Regions from separate parts of the Rattus norvegicus genome. Here region 2 is linked to region 1. Evidence: chromatin contacts called from public Hi-C data. All regions are on one chromosome and are shown on one strand. The core of a region is the stretch at or near the end of the contact, and the rest is flanking DNA. Distances in the headings are between cores, read along the strand shown.

The links. A called contact is a pair of places that touch in the nucleus more often than the background predicts.
Region 2: a contact with region 1 is called in a Hi-C map of the A7r5 cell line, with 2.1 times the contacts expected there. The contact joins the promoter of Morn2 here to the enhancer-like site in region 1. A contact is called at or near these places in 2 of 12 Hi-C or Micro-C datasets (the A7r5 cell line and kidney).

What each region holds. Positions count from the first base shown.
Region 1 is chr6:20,368,532-20,372,005 of GRCr8, forward strand. All of the region lies in intron 17 of Arhgef33 (Rho guanine nucleotide exchange factor 33), which reads right to left. Among named protein-coding and RNA genes, the nearest start is that of Sos1, 84 kb to the left of the region's middle. Within about 2 kb of position 1,675, at least 1 of the 93 cell types and tissues checked has an H3K27ac peak or open chromatin away from gene starts, as enhancers often do. A contact at or near this core is called in the A7r5 cell line, where this site is marked.
Region 2 is chr6:20,476,154-20,479,605 of GRCr8, forward strand. It overlaps Morn2 (MORN repeat containing 2), which reads right to left and starts at 1,330. Exons shown (of 5, transcript NM_001126086.2): 1 at 1,234-1,330. It also overlaps a transcript of Dhx57 not described here.

The DNA.
Region 1 (3,474 bases), core at 425-2,924:
CCTATAACCCCAAATAACCCTACTCTAATGGGACCGATACAGTTCTGGGAATCTGGGGATCATGGTGTCATCACTGAGATGACATAAGAAAGAGGGGGTGGAGAAGCCGTCAGCTACCACAGAACTCCACTGAAGGAGTTTCACTAATGGTCTAGTTTCGATCTCAGGTGAGCCGAAACACTTAGAAGACGGAATAGCTCAGCAAAAGGATCCTGTAATCCACACAGCCCTCTTCCTCAGAGGATCCAGTTCTGAACGCAGAAAAATTAGCCGCTCCTTGCTTGGACTTGTATGCAGATCCCTCAGGGCTGTAAAAGTTACTTCTGGGACCTCCTGGCCTAAGACAAATCAGCATCGCTGCTGAGGTGCTTATCACACGCGTCATTTCCTGCAGACACCAGTGGTCAGAGGGCTGGAGGCCAGGCGCACAGCAACTGTCTCTCCTTGACTTTGTTCCTAGTTTTATGTCAAGTATCACACATCACTAAAGACCCCACCTCCCCTTTCAGTTTGCAGTGCCATCCTGAAAGATTATAAAATATGCCAGGAGAAAAGGGAGTGAACTATCACTCTTTTAATTGAAGTTTTTTGTTTGTTTGTTTGTTTAATATTAGTGAGAATGGCGTGGTCTATTTAACTGATTTTGAAGACGTCTGTATCTTACTACTTTTCTCATTGGCGTTTTCCTTTAAAAATGTGGAGACTGAACTGACAAAGCTGAAGTTCTACCACACGCAAAGTGGAAATGATTTATGGAGCACAAAAAGAGAAAAAGGCGTAGCCTTGCCCTTGAGAGGACTTGCCTTCTTAGTAGGAAGGTAAGACAAATATCAAGAGGTGAACTAGTCACACCACACAGGACCTCAGGAATATGAGGGCTTAACCCGGATCTACTGATCAGCACAGCAGAAGAATCCAAGCAGGGATGTGAAGAAAGCAGGACTGAGCTGGAAAGTGCATGGCTACTGGCAAAAGGAGGAGTCTGGTTTAGTTATCAGTTTATGCAGAACCGCAGACAGTCAGAAAACTAGAAGCCCTGTAGAGAGTGGCCCTAAACGGTGACACTGAGGTCTCGGGAATCTGAGCATAGACAAGAGCGTAGACAAGTGCGCTTGGGAATAGGAATGTGCTAGGGACGTGGGAGGCAGTGCTTAGAGGTGGGTAGATGTGCACTCATTCAGTGTCCAGCTAACAGCAAACAGGGACCCAGAGTGGCAACATTACTATTAGTTTAATAATGTACCATGGTGGTCTGCAGGTGTGGACGGGGTATACTATCAAAATAAAATCTGAGAGGTGTGTGATATTTTAAAACTTTCTAATAACCACTTTTGATGACAAGTGGGTTATGGAAGGAAGAGAATTCTTATTTTTGTTCATAGTTTAGTTGTTTAACTCTTCATGCCCGGTTGATTTGGCATTGCACTTTTAAACACTGCCCAGAACAATTTTAGCCTGATAAAAATCTGACTTCAGAGGTCTGTTAACTCCCAGGAAATGAAAATCTTAGCTAGCACTTAAATATTGAAACTCCCAAAATTCGGTAGTAGTCCTTTACATGTTCCCCATATTTAATTGTACGTGTGTTCTCACTTAATCACTGGACAAGAGAAAGGTGGTCATACTTAAAAACAAAGCATCCAACAGAGCATTCCTACAGAGGCACCGTCTGAATGAGTCAGTGTGAATACTGAAACTGTGTAAGCAGCTGCCTTCCACTGGAGTCAAGTAGTTTAAACCTTTCTGTTTCTTCCTGTTACAAAGCTGGTGTTTGGGGCCTACTAAGGAAAAGGATGCTGGCCATCTGGGGCGTGTCTGGGTTCAACAGCCCACTTGATTACTCCAGAGCCAGGCAGGCCTCTCTCAAGTAGGACTGAGTCTTCTACTATGAAAGGGGCTATGAAAGCTTCTTTGCTCCCTCCTAGGAGACTTGAGTGGTACATCCCTGAGGTTTCATTCTGACCTGTGTCGGTAGTAACCACCATGCAAATGTGACCATCAAAGAACTGGTGCTGGGGTCAGCGTCAGCCTAGACTAAAGGAAGCCTTGGGGCTGGGGATGTAACTTAGTGTCTGAGCACAAGATCCTGGGTGCACAGCCTCTGAAAGAGGATGTGGCTGAGTCAGTTTTGCTCCTGGTCTGTGCGGGCTTGAGTGGGTCTAACACTCATGAGAGCTACTGGATCTACGACTGTTGCAGTCCCAACACAGCCCACACAAAGAAAATATTTCTTTGTTTTTTGGCCACAACCCTGTTCCCTTTACTGATTTCCATAACCATAGAATAAGTTGGAGAGGACTGTATCTTTAAGTTTTGAAGCTTCTAAGTCATAGTTTAAGGACAAATTCTTTAGAACTCTGATTGGTACACATCAAATTTGGTTCTAGTAATCCTATGCCGTGAAGGATGTTATAGCTGCCTTCTGCAAAAATAGGAAGCAAGACACAGTTGGACCCTCACATAGAGTGTACTAGTCTAAGCACAGTGGGATGAGTTCATGAACTAAGCATTAAAATCCCTAGGAAGCACAAAATCACACCCATGCTAAAAAGGAGCATGCTTATTACTGTACTTGGGGAATGACTTCAAGGTGCAAGGTTTGTTCTTACAAACATTTATTTTCCTCCAAATTTAGTATGTTTTCTTTTCTGTAATGATGTGGAAAGTCTTCATTTCCCTTTTCCCAAGTGTTGAGGTTCATAGAGCCAAGTCTTAACCGTACACTAATCTTCATCTCTTCAGTATCTTGTATGTTGATTTAGTTTCATATGTAAATATTTATATTAGTTTTCCTTAGGGATTTATACATTGAGATATATATATATATATTCCTACAGAGATATATACAAGCTTTTACCCTCCTCTTACCACTCGACAATACAACTGTAAATGTATTTACACAGCTGTTCCTTGGTCAAGGTCATTTGCAAGAGCAAGTCGGTTTCTGAAGAAATCTTGTTTGGTGGGTGAAGGATCCATTGAGGGGTTCTCATTAGTTTTTTCCCTGTATTCTGATCCACTGGACCTAAAATCTCAGCACACAGATAAAGTACAGGTTGATTTGGTTTTAATTGTCTTCAAGTATTTATCTATCCAAATTGCTTCGCATTGTAAAACAGTTGCCTCCTAGACCTGGAATCATTTTTACTCCCCTGGATTTCAAAACTTAAGATATGTGCGTCTTATGTGAACACACAGAATCTCTCTAGTGCTTCATGGGGGCTACTGTGACAACTGCCTATGTCAGTGTTAGTCACCGTGTAGGACACTGGAGCAGGAAGAAAGCACAACAATATCTATTTTTGATTCAATGAAATAACTGTCCACAGGTTACCAAGGCCCTGAAATTCAAATGGTTATCAGGGGCTCTTGCTTAATCTAGACATTACATTACACACTCTTGCGTTTGCTTGTTTTCATTTTTAAAGGAAAGATTTATTGAAGCCAACCACACAGATGCTACATTTGGTAGAA
Region 2 (3,452 bases), core at 80-2,579, 110 kb after region 1:
GGTAGCAATGAATATCCTAGTAAGAGCACCAGTGGAAGGGGAAGCCCTGGGTCCTGCTAAGACTGAACCCCCAGTGAACTAGATTGTTGGGGGGAGGGCGGCAATGGGGGGGAGGATGGGGAGGGGAACACCCATAAGGAAGGGGAGGGGGGAGGGGGATGTTTGCCCGGAAACCGGGAAAGGGAATAACACTCGAAATGTATATAAGAAATACTCAATAAAATAAAAAAAAAAAAAAAAAAAAAAAAGAGCTGTGTCACACCAGTGTTTGGGCCCTCTGCTGAAAAAGGAGAGAGAAGTCTCAAATGCCTTTTGTGCCCTCTAGTGTTACAAATATGGGGCAGCACTGGATCATGTGAATGTAACATATCTTCCACCTGCTGCATGATATGCTTTGGTAGCTTTATCAAAGATGGTTTCAATATTACTCAGGATGTTTTCTTTCTAGATGATTTGAAAGCTAAATAATATACACATACATACATACACACATATATGTATATGTATATACTTATATACGTATATATATATTGTGCTGGTACCCTAATGGTCACAGACCTGTCCTGTTTTCTGGTTGTTTGGTGGTGTTTGCCTGTTTGTTTGTTTGTTTGTTTTTAAGGTGAGGCTGTACATCTACGATTTTGTTCCTATGACTACAGGACCTGGAAAAGCTGTTGTTATTGATGCATAGCACACTGCTATTATTTGTCTTAATACATATTTATAAATATATTTATATAGATATTTTCACCTTTAATTTTAATTTTTTTAAACTGTATTTGTGCTTTCAAGTTTGGGATGGGGAAGCACCCGGGTTCACCGTGTTGAGCTGTCGTTGTACAGAAATCAGCAGCCATATTGGTCTAGAAACATTAAGCCTACTTTCTTTTCCATTTGCACAGGGGTTACTTCACTGAGGTAAAGCCTTATCCGTGTGAGTTCGATTACTAATAAAATGTTCTCTAAATAAAGGGGTGACGTTTTCCCATTCAAATCTCTGGATTATGTGAGTTAGAAAGAATCTCTGCGATTGTTCTGGCACCATAAAGGAAACAAATCCAGAGATAACAGCGAACCAACGACAGACTCGGAGGCCCAGACCATATCTCCGGATTCCCCGACACCGGGCTATCGCTGCCCTCCACCCCATTGCGAACGCTGCAGCTGGCTCCCGGTCCATCGGCTCCAGGTGAAGGCGCCCTTCCCTAGAGGCCTGGGAGGAAGCGCACTCACTTGATGGAGACGTGTAGGACAGGCTTTCGCGACTCAGCGATTCCCCTAGGCTCGCCAGCTCGGCAGGCTGGAGGGAGCTGGGCGCTAGGACAGAGCGGGCCTCGGTTGCTGGGGCGACCGGGCGACCTCTCACCCGGAAGCAAACATGCAAGGGGCCAATCGGAAGACGCCTGGGCGGGGCAGCTGCTGCGGGTGAGGTCCAAGAAGGAGGCCGAACCCAGCCCGGACCCCGACCCTGGGTGCCGCCTCCTGAGCTCTGAGGCCAGCGACGCTACGAGCCAGGTACGGCCTAACGTGGCGTGTGCGGGGCCGCGCGGGTTCAAGGTTGCCAGGCCTGCCTGCCGCCTCCCTTCTCCAGAGCTCACATCCGAGGACCGTCCTGCCCCGATGGTCCTGTCTGTCAGCTCCGGGCCAGTGAACCGGGACCAACAGGATCCTGGGGACCCCGGGATCTGCAGTCGAGGTCGTCCACGCCCGAGGCTCCGAGCAGGGTTGGATAGGAAGGGCCCCCAGCCCCGTTTCCTGTCTGTGGCCCTGTGTCGACCCGAGGGGCTATTTGGGGAGAGGGTTGGAGAAGATGAATGTTGAAGAAAGGAACTTTGCATGACTAGATATCTGAATGGAGCCGCGTGATGTATAGTAGTCAGAGGTTTGCCTGGGAGGCAAGCGGAGTGGGTTCATTTTCATCACCTCAGCTTGATGATGCTGGACGTGGGAGCCAAACTTGGATGTGAAACAAAGGATCCTTTTAGAGCCAAACTTAGATCCAGTGTCTACGGTGAAGAAGATGAAATCTTCGCAGGCTAGATAGATAGTGGAATTCTCCCCTGTGGATTATACAGTCTAATTTGTATTCTACAGTAAACGTCTGGGGAATGTGGTATCTGGGGAACTTGGTATCGCATGCCGCTGTAATCGGCATACAATAATCTTGTTTCAAATTTTTGTGTGAAAATCACAGCTCAAGTTGAAAATGTAACCTTTTCTGTGTTGGTGTGAGGCAACCTGTTTTAAAATCAGTACAGAATCTTCTTGCCTTTCTTTCAACCATGAATTGACCTCGGCTGGGTGGTTTGGGTGGTGAGATGTTTGATGTATGTTTTCCTTTCTTCCTACATTCAAACAAACAAACAAAAACACGATATGCAGCAGGGCGTGGTAGTGCATGCCTTTGAAGGCAGAGACAGATGACTCTCTATAAATTCGAGTCCAGCCTGGTCTACAAAGGAGTTCCAGGACAGCCAGGGCTACACAGAGAAACCCTGTCTGGAAAGACAGAGGGGGAGGGGGAAAAGGAGAGGGAAGGAGATGTGTGTGTGTGTGTGTGTGTGTGTGTGTGTGTGTGTGTGTGTGTGTAATTATTGATGCACAGCATTAGAGAACTTAATTTGTGCTATTTCTTCAGTCACATGTTAATCATTTAATGTCATTATGGTTTTGTGAGTGTGTGTATATCCTGCTGTCTTTAGAGAACTTGTAGTTTGGACTTCTGTTCTTATCTAATGAGGATCTGGGGTTAGAGAGAAGTTGAAATAATCAGATGTTGTTGTTGTTGTTGTTGTTGTTGTTGTTGTTTGGTTGGTTGGTTGGTTTTGGTTTTGTTTTCTAAGACAGAGTTTTCTCTGTGTAACCCTGACTGGCTTGGAACTCACTCTGTAGACCAGATTGGCTTCCAACTCACAGATCTGTCTGCCTCTGGAGTGTTGGGACTAAAGGGCTATGTCACCATTGCCTGACAAGTTTTAAATCTTAAATTGAAAGAGAACATTATTTGTGTTTTATTTGATTTCTATATGGTGTTTGGCCATTGGGGGGGTGGGGGGTTTCTACTCACCAAGGAGAAAAAGTATCTGTCTTAGTCAGGGTTTTCTTTTTTTAAAAGATTTATTTTTTGTATGTGAGTGCACTCTCACTGTCTTCAGACACACCAGAAGAAGGCATTGGATCCCATTACAGATGGTTGTGAACTATCATGTGGTTACTGGGAATTGAACTCAGGACCCCTGGAAGAGCGGTCAGTGCTCTTAACCACTGAGCCATCTCTTCAGCCCTCAGTCAGGGTCTCTATTCCTGCACAAAACATCATGACCAAGAAGCAAGTTGGGGAGGAAAGGGTTTATTCAGCTTACACTTCCACATTGCTGTTCATCACCAAAGGAAGTCAGGACTGGAACTCAAGCAGGTCAGGAAGCAGGAGGTGATGCAGAGGCCATGGAGGG